Linked DNA regions of Mus musculus: region 1 is linked to region 2. The links are chromatin contacts, called in public Hi-C maps. All regions are on one chromosome and are shown on one strand. The core of a region is the stretch at or near the end of the contact, and the rest is flanking DNA. Distances in the headings are between cores, read along the strand shown. Region 1 has its middle 190 kb from the start of Gm29835. Region 2 overlaps Gm46343 (a long non-coding RNA gene).

Region 1 (4,284 bases), core at 98-2,597, 480 kb before region 2:
ACACTGTGTAAAGCCTAAGATGATGAAAACACATGCAGAGAAATAAAGACAAGATGAGCAGCAGGAACGTGCAAGCTCCTATAAGAGGAGCTCTGTAAATCTGTGCCTGTATCCCCATGACCTGGTCCAGGCATCTTCTTTTCTAGAATTCTAAACATTACTAAGTGATGCTACAGACCTATTGATTAGACTGCGACTCCTGCATTGCAAGCAGCGCCTATAGACCCATGTGCTCAGCACTTTAATTAACTCAGGAGGATCAGAGATGTTTCTGGAAAGTAGAAGAATTAGCAACGGTGGACATTAAAACAATGAGTAAGAGTTGGGTTATTAATAAAGTCAGTAAAGTACCCGACTTGCAAGCATGAGTGAGGTACTACTGAGTTTGTTTCTCAAAAGCCCTTTTAAAACAAAACAGAGTGGGTGTGGTTTGTGCTTAATCTCAGTGTAGAGAGGTGAAGTCTAGTGGGTCCCTGAGGGTCACTTTTCAGTTGGCTCAGGCTACTTAGGGACCTCTGGCCAGTGAGAATGCCTAAATAAAAATACGGTGGACAGCACCTAAAGAGGAAAACCAAGGCTGTCCCTTAGCCTTGACATGAATATGACACCACACACACACACACACACACACACACACACACACACACACACCCAGTTGCAGGTGGGTGGGGGGATTGTTCCAAACAGTATCCACTGTAGAAGCAGAGGGAGAGTAAAGAAAAACCTTAGGAAGGGCTTCCCTTTGCCTGGTGCCTTGCAGCTGTAAGGAGAGACAACACACATACACCACATACACACACACACACACACACACACACACACACACACACACACACACATACAGGAGTCATCCTTCTGCCTTCCCAAGACTGCTATTTGTCTGCAGGCTGCCGAAGTGGATAGCCACATTTCTGTTAAGCTTCTTATCTCAGGAGGTTTTCATTTCTTTGTCGCCTGCTCACCTGCTTAGTATGTTATAGTCAGAGCCACCTGATCATTTTTTTTTAACAAATAAACCCCACTTTGATTTGAGCTCTGACTCCATCACACATTTGCCCAGTGGGCAAGCCACCTAGCTCTGCTGCAAACCTCTGTCCATGTCCCCGAAGAACGGACCAAATAGCAGATAGTAGTGCTCATGGTTAAGAAGTCAGGCATGGGAGCCCAGGCACGTAGCCGGCACAGAGTAAAGAAATGCTGTGAAGAAATCACTATTGAAACTAACAAATCGTCCTCTCATTTGAATCTTCAGACTCGACCATCTACGTGGTACAGTGATGAGCTCATGGCCTTTCCACTGTTGAAGCTCTTTTAAGACACATCAGCCCGGGACAGTGGTGACTCCTTGTGTTCCGATGGCCCCGTTCCAAGGCAAATGTTTAGGCTTGGCGGAGGGCTTGACAAGTTGCAGTCAGTGAGAGTTCTGTGCTTTAAAGAGAGATAAACATGGAAGCCTTTTTGTTTTGGGGGTTTGTTTTGTATTGTTTTTAATTTGGAGGGGGTGGAAGAGCTATGAGGAGAGGAGCTGCTTTCTCAGCAGGCATATAATAGCCATACAGGTGCACTGCCTCCTGGTGACACAGGGTGAACATTTGACCCACAGAGCCCGGTGAAGCCATCCCTGGGAGAGCCTGGAGCAAGTGCAATGCTGACTGTGTGCAGCCCTGTTTGACTTGGCTGTGGGCCCTGCAAACCTGGCAACGAGTATAGCCCAGAGGAAAACAGCCTTGACATTGACTCTGGTCAGTGCCATGCTCCGGGCCACCTGTGGGTTTCACAACCTTCTTTCTATTGCCCACAGCATCCTGGCCGGTTAATTTGTGTTCCCAGAAAAGAAAGATCCCATTGCTCTCTTGCTCTGGTGCTCAGTATCTGGTCCAGGTCGATGCCTAAAGGCACTCACCTGTGTACACCTCCTAGTACAGGCGCTGGGCCAGCTGTACCCTCAGAAGTCTTTGTTCATTCCGGTTTCTCTCCTGTTTCCAAGCACCAATAAATATGCAAGTTCTATTGCGATGGGGAAGAAACTAACTAACGTTCAGTAAGCACCTGCCTGGAGCCAGGTGCTGTCACACACAGCACCTTGTTTAATCCTCACAGCAGCGCTATAGGCAAAAAGTTAATACCTATATTCACTTGATAAAGAGGGTGAGCTTCCGAAGGCTTAAGCAATCTGGAGGCAGAGTGCATCGGTATGGACCAGATTTGCCTCCAGTCTTCCGAATCTCAGTTTATAGTCTGCATTCACTGAGATGCCTCCTACGATGTTCTGGAAAGAATAGTGCAGGTGGGGTTTGGGGAGCTCTGATATTGTGATTTTCAGATGAATCATTGCTTCACTTAATGGTTATAAAATGAAGGAGTAGACAGGTTGTCTCTCAGAGTGCTTTTGACTTGAATGTATTACATATTACACGCACACATCAACAGTAAATATAACATGCATGGAATTACTGCAGAGATGGGCAGAGCTGTGCTCTTGATGGAGTTCTATCGTGGACTCTGTGGAGGAGGTAACTCTAAAGGTATCCAGGAACCTTCCTATACCAAGAGAAATGGCATAAGCTTCCAGTAATGAGGGCCATTTAATTTATATATTTACAATAGCCCATTGCTCACAGCTCAGCAGTTCCTCCTCTGGTCTTCCTTTGCCCTGGCTAATGGCTCTAGTCTGATGTGTCACAAATACAAGAATCCACACTGAGGCCCCCAAGGGCAGAGCAAGCTTTACAGCCAAGATACATGGCTACACCAAGGGTAGCCATGGGAATGATTGGAGAGGGGACTCTGTGCCGGGAACCACGGTATGTGAACACTTTCACCATCCTCACGGCATACACAGAGAAAGCAGAGGCAGCAGCAGCGCTATAGGCAAAAAGCGAATACCTATAATCACTTGATAAGGAGGGTGAGCTTCCGAAGGCTTAAGCAGAGCTCACCGATACAGACCAGACTTTACAGCTGGGGAAACTGAAGCCCAGGAAGTTCACACACTCAGCTCCTGGTGAGGGGAAGCTTGGAGCTTAAGCCCATTGGTTGCTCTAGCCAGAAGAAGTATGCCTGTGGTCTTTCTCTTGTGTCCTCATGCCCTGATCTCAAAAACAGAAGCTGCAGTGGAAAAAAAAATAACAGAAAGAAACCAAAGGTTACTAAATAGGCATGATGTGCTGGCCACGTGATGTGAGTCATTTGAAGTCATTCTTGTAGCAACACCTTGTTTTTTGTGGTATCTCGAATAAACCATGGCTGAGAAACTAGAACAGGTCTGTTGTGTAGGGAGTAGAGGTTTTGACTCCCTGTGGTCTTTCTGACTACATGTTCTACGTGTTACCTGTCACTGGCTGTTGGAGCAAGTCGGTTTTCCCAGGCTGTTCCTCTCCCCAACCCCCATCTGTAACTGCTTCCCTCTTTGTTTCTGGCGTGAGAATGAATCAGTTGCCAGTACAATCTTCAGGTCCTACTTATGTTGGGGAAAACCTCAACTGAATAATGGAAATGAAGAATGCTAAAACATAACTCTACCAAGTAGAACATTTAGATGTGTGCATTTACTTAATGTCTTCAGATCTATGTTCCCATGGACCAGGGAGGAGTCAAGAATAGCATAGCAATGATTTCAGCCCTCTGGATCCTAGTGCAGCTCGCTGTAGGGAGCCAAATGCCCAGTGTCTTTCCCTGCTGCCCTGTGAATGGATGCTGCAATTACAGGTGACAGAGCCTCTTGGGCCTTGTGAGCTTCTGTGTGGATTCTTGTACTCGTGACATGTCAGCGTATACCAAAGCAGAGGAAGAGCACTCCAGGACCTGCTAAACTACCACTATAATAGGCTATTTAAAAATACGTTGAAGTGCCAGAAAGATGGGTACCATAGGCCTCTAAGAACACATTCAAACAGCCGTCTTGAAATATATTTAATTTATGAAATCTTGCTATTAAAATCCAATTGACTCAACCAGATAGCTATAGTTTTAAGGTAACCACCTTCAGGGGAAGAGTAAGGAGTAGGAGAGAGGAAGCCAGAGGGAGAGGAAGCAGAGACAGGCTGTTGCAAATTAAGGAGGCATTTCTCGGCAGGCATTGCGACCCTCTCCCCAGGTGCAGCAGAAGCACTCCGTGGCTGGTGTTTAAACCTCTTTTTACACATGCTTCTTCCCCCCACCCTCATTCCACGTGATCACGTGTGTCTCCAACCTCTACTTACTTACCAAAATGCATGACAATCTGTTCATAGGAATGCAAGCTAATCCCATTTTAAAGTTAGGCAATTGTCAAATTGTTTCAAG
Region 2 (4,876 bases), core at 171-2,670:
CACTTCCAGACAGGCCCGGTGGTTGTTGGAAGGGCCCACAGTGGTGAGTTGTGACTCAAGCTTCTCCAGCCACTCACTGCCACCTGTAACCACAGTCAGGTTAGTAGAGGAAGTTCCCTGGCAGAGCGCAGCCATTGTGAAACTGACTGAAAGCAACGGGTTCTGACTAACGTCTTCACCTGTTTCACACGGACTGGAGGCAAAGTTCTTTGTGTTCTCTCAGGAGCCTTCCCAACTGCTAGCTCACTGGCCTCCATCTCTATACAACAGGAAGAGTCAAGGACCCATCAGTTCACTCAAGAGGCTCACAGCTTCTTTACCTCTTTGTACTTCTTTACCTTCAATGACTTTAGGGGCTGGTGAAATGGCTTGGGAGAAGGCAACTGCTGCCAGGCCTAATGACCTGAGTTCCATCCCCAAGAATCACATGGTAAAAGAAAAGTACAGCCTTCCACAAATTGCCTTCTCACCTCCACACATATACCACAGCACACACGTACCAATGCATGTACGTATATACACACATACATGGATGGATAGATAGATAGATAGATAGATAGATAGATAGATAGATAGATAGATAGATAGATAGATAGATAGATAGATTGATAGACAGACAGACAGACAGACAGACAGACAGACAGACAGACAGACAGACAGACAGACAGACAGACAGATAGATAGATAGATAGATAGATAGATAGATAGATAGATAGATAGATAGATAGATAGATAGATAGAACAGCTTATTGGGTACATCCCAGCACTTGGAATGGGAAGGTAAGACAGGAGGATTGAAAGTTCAAGACTAGTCTGGACTATTTTGGAAGACCATGTCTCAAAAACAAAAAGACCTAGGTTTTCAGAGGTCCATAGAAAGAAAAGGAAGCTAGCCACATAGCAATGGCAATGCCTCACATGCTAGTCATTAAATTTCCCTTGGGTTTTTGTCTAGGGAAAAAAAAGAAGTGCTACTTTTAGATCTCTATCTGTCCTAAATCTACCCAAACGAATACTCTATGAAGGTGCAGATATAAACTCTTGATGGTGAGAAAACTCTTAACGTGGAATGAGCAGGAGAGATAAACAGGAAAAGTGCAAGAGAAAGGGGGTCTTGGAGATACAGCAGGACTGCAGTGTGACTTCCCTTAAGTGGACTGTAATTTTCCTCCTCTAATAAAGGGAAGCCGCCACCCTGCTATAAACAGAAGTGGAGTCTTCCAAAGGCTTGTAACTTGATCCCTTTCTACCCTCACTGCCAGCCAAGGATCCACAGCCAAACCTTTCTGCATTCACAGGAAAAGTGGGATCTGAGACTCAATCTATGTAAATTGGTGGTTGCTAAGATTAGAAGCAATAGGGCAGGACTGCTGCTCAGCCAGTGCTCACCTACCACAGAAATGGGGGCAGAGGACTGGACGTTTAAGGTCAGCCTTGGCTATGAAAAGCAGCCAAGGGCAGCCTTGGGTCCATGAAACCCTGTGTCAAAAAAGTAAATTAAAACAAGTGTGGTCATGATGCAACAGAAGGACCTTGGCACTTCACTCGAAAAGCTGGAGGTTGTCCAGGCGCAGGCACAGTCATCTGCTTAGTCCCTCCCCAACTTCCTTCAGCAGGGTACTTCATGACCTGTAGGAGAGTGGTGGAGACTATTTTAACTCATAGATGATCTTACCTGTGGTACAAAGCCGAGATGAAGTTCTTCTTCAAAACAACCAGTTTAGAAGAGTTATAGCATTGTGGCCATGGCAGCCATGAAGGGACTCTGAAGTAGGAGAACATTAGATATAGACAGTTGTTATATATAGCATGACAGTGATGCTGAACGTGGAGACATCAGTTCCCTTTAGTTATAAAGGTTAGGAGGTACAGCGTTGTGTCACAGACAACATGATGGGGTCCAGAAGGAGACAGAAGGAGCCTTCAGCTTTATGGGAACAAAGACAATAACGTGCTCTTGTAGGCCTCTGTTGAAGGGGGGGCTAAGTTCCACTCTGCATGACCTACTTACTGTACCTACCATGCATTAGGATGGGTTCTGCACATGACAGGAGTCCAATTCAAGGTTGCCTTGGGTCTGGGTGATGGGGAGGGAAGCAACTCTTGCTTACAGATATAAGGGGGAGGGGGAGGTCAGCTGTTCTGTCCAGAAAGAGGGAGACTGAGAAGAGTAGGTGTGGCCTGATTTCTCAGAAAGATACTAGCAAGATGATCTGGGATCTATTAATCATGGGATTGGATCTGGGACCAGAGATCAGAGATCAACCATGACCCCTATGACAAGGTAAGCCTCATAGGGTTTCTCCACCCTCAGCAAGCTCCAAAGGGGCAAAAAATTGATGGGAAAGCTAGCACGAAAGGAAGTCATCATCGCAACTTAACTCCTTTACCTAACTCAACTGGTTCATTGCCTCGTCATGTCCCAGACCGGGGCTACAAGGGTGAACATGAAGGAAGTCTCAGGTATAGACTGGACCCAGATTCTGCTTGGACTTAAACATAGTAGACAGAGAGATGACTCACGGCACCATAGCCATAAAACAGCAACTGTCATAAATACTGTATTCGCCCTAGTATCTGGTGCTTAGACACCTGCTAAACCTGTCAGTCCCCCTTTCACAGGGGAGAAGGCCAAGGCCAATAGACCTTAGAGCAATCCAAGATTTAAAGCAACACCATGGGAGAGAGCAATACTCAGGAGTGATGAGGGTACATGCAGCCAGAAGGGGAGGATAGCTTAAAGTCATGTCTATTGGTGTGGTTCCTCTTCTCCTTATTCGGACTGATTTGTGCTTTCATGGTCCAGGGTATAATTACTTCTGGAGTGAGAACATTAAAGTAGGCTACAAGGCATATTTGGGGAAGAAACTAGATTAAACTTTTAAATAGAGAAAACAGCACTCTTCTTATTTGAAGGGAAAATATAGAAGGGAAAAAAAAAAGGTCTTCACAAAGTAGGTTGGGGTCCCCGGTGCTGATGTATATCTTGACATTGCAGCCAATACTTAAATGGGGAATGTTAGACACTGAGGAAGACAGTGGCTGGCAACACTTTACTGTTGTGTACTGGTGTGCTTTCTTCGAGTACACTCTGCCAGAATGATGCTACACCAAAAAGGCTGCTAGGCAGACATGCTTCAAAGTGCAAGGCTGAGGCTGCCATGGACAAGCAGAACATTCTGCTCTGGGCCTCAGGTTTCTTCCATGTAAAATCCTGATCAAAGTCATATCTTACAAGGCTATGAAAATTATATAAGTTACAGCATCTATAGACCTCTCATGGTATGGATGCTATTCTAAACTGCAACACACTAACTCTTTCAATCCACACACAGCTCTATCACAGACCTCATTTAACAGATCTGAGGTTCCCATTACTTCCTGGGAGGAAAACTACTGTCCATTGACTGGCATGAGGCTACAACTTAGAGTTTCTTTTAGATTAGAAACTTGTGCCACTAAGACTGCATATCACTTTCCTCTCAGTCTCTGCTTTCTACCAGCAGCCTGTAGTAGATGCCCAGTAAGGATTCACTGAGTTAGCAAGCACAGATACTTGAAATCCTGAAGAACCCCAGAGAGAGGCCCTAACAAGTTGATCGATTTTCTACAAGAAATCTACACTTGCAAATCTCAATATCTCTCTCTCTCTCTCTCTCTCTCTCTCTCTCTCTCTCTCTCTCTCTCTCTCTCTCTCTCTCTCTCTCTCTCCCCCCCCCTCTCTCTCTCTCTCATTGAGTTGGTTTCATAACCTAAATATGGGAATGCCAAGTAAATGCTTCCTTTGAGAAAGCCTTGAATGTGTGCTATGGTGAGAGCTGCAAGCCATATTGAGCCTGTGTGCTGGTCTTGTTGTGACTCTGCACTACCCCAGGGGCAGCTTTCCTCTGAAGGACCAACAGATACCTCAGGAGTCCCTTAGAAGCCATGGGCAGGAGCCACCTTCAGAAGCAATGGTACCTCGGAATCTTGCCTCAATTGCCAAGCAAAGGCTTGTAAACATGGGCCCTCTTCCTCTTTCCCTCTTCCTCTCCTTCCATGCCTTCCTCCATATCCCTCCTCTCTCCCTCCTTCCACACTTTCCCCTCCAGACTGCAGAATCCTACAGCACAATAGTCAGAATTCCAATACAGAAAGCCTTCCCACTGGCCACATGCTGAGGCAAATCTATAAAGACACAGAGCCAGGAGACACTACTAGCTTCTTCATGCTGCTAGGGGAGAAAGAAGGCACCGTCTACAGCCGATCATAGACTCAGGAGCCTGATGCCTCCCGTTCCATCCCTGTGCAAACAGTTTCTCCAGGAAAGGAATCTGTCTTTGCCATCTTCTTGGACCACATATTCCCCATTTCCAAAATATCCCATCAGACTCCACTGGTACAGTTCTTCTTAGAGTTCATTTAGGGTAAAAACGGGCCATTAAACACATTTCCCTCCACAACTGTGCAATAGAACAGGAAATTGAAATGACCTGTGCTCTGGCACAGAGAAGCGCAGAGCCGAAGGAGCCCCTAATTTTAAAACTCCACTCATCCCCAGCTGCCAGTTAGGTTGGCGTTTTTGCAATGATGCTCGGTGGCGTGTATTCTGTGCTAGCCTCCACAGGGTTTTTATTGTCTGCCTTCCTAATTCTGTCCTGCTATAAGGAAACTAAGTTACAGCACCTCTATGAAACTATCTGGTTCTAAGCTGTGAGATGTGTTTGCTGAAGTCAGCACTGCAGCATCAAGAATCCCACTAGCATCGTGTCCCAAGATAAACAGTGCTGGCAGCCTGTGGCATCGACGAAGATTTATTTTGCAAACTTTGCCACCCCCCAAACAGTGATTATGCTTGGGGGGATCCAGTAGCACAGCCATGTTCTTTTAGATTATT

What was found. Hi-C and Micro-C count contacts between places; a contact is called where the count stands out from the background.
Region 1: a Hi-C map of liver shows a contact between it and region 2, with 4 times the contacts expected there. The contact joins two enhancer-like sites. A contact is called at or near these places in 1 of 484 Hi-C or Micro-C datasets (liver) and 3 of 115 datasets of contacts at active chromatin or transcription factors (CD8 T cells, embryonic stem cells and memory CD8 T cells).

What each region holds. Positions count from the first base shown.
Region 1 is chr12:25,783,459-25,787,742 of GRCm38.p6, reverse strand. No RefSeq gene overlaps it. Among named protein-coding and RNA genes, the nearest start is that of Gm29835, 190 kb to the left of the region's middle. Within about 2 kb of position 1,347, at least 20 of the 459 cell types and tissues checked have an H3K27ac peak or open chromatin away from gene starts, as enhancers often do. A contact at or near this core is called in liver, where this site is marked.
Region 2 is chr12:25,307,110-25,311,985 of GRCm38.p6, reverse strand. Gm46343 (a long non-coding RNA gene) reads right to left here. Exons shown (of 3, transcript XR_001780576.2): 3 at 741-1,629. Among named protein-coding and RNA genes, the nearest start is that of Gm46343, 5.8 kb to the right of the region's middle. Within about 2 kb of position 1,420, at least 105 of the 459 cell types and tissues checked have an H3K27ac peak or open chromatin away from gene starts, as enhancers often do. A contact at or near this core is called in liver, where this site is marked.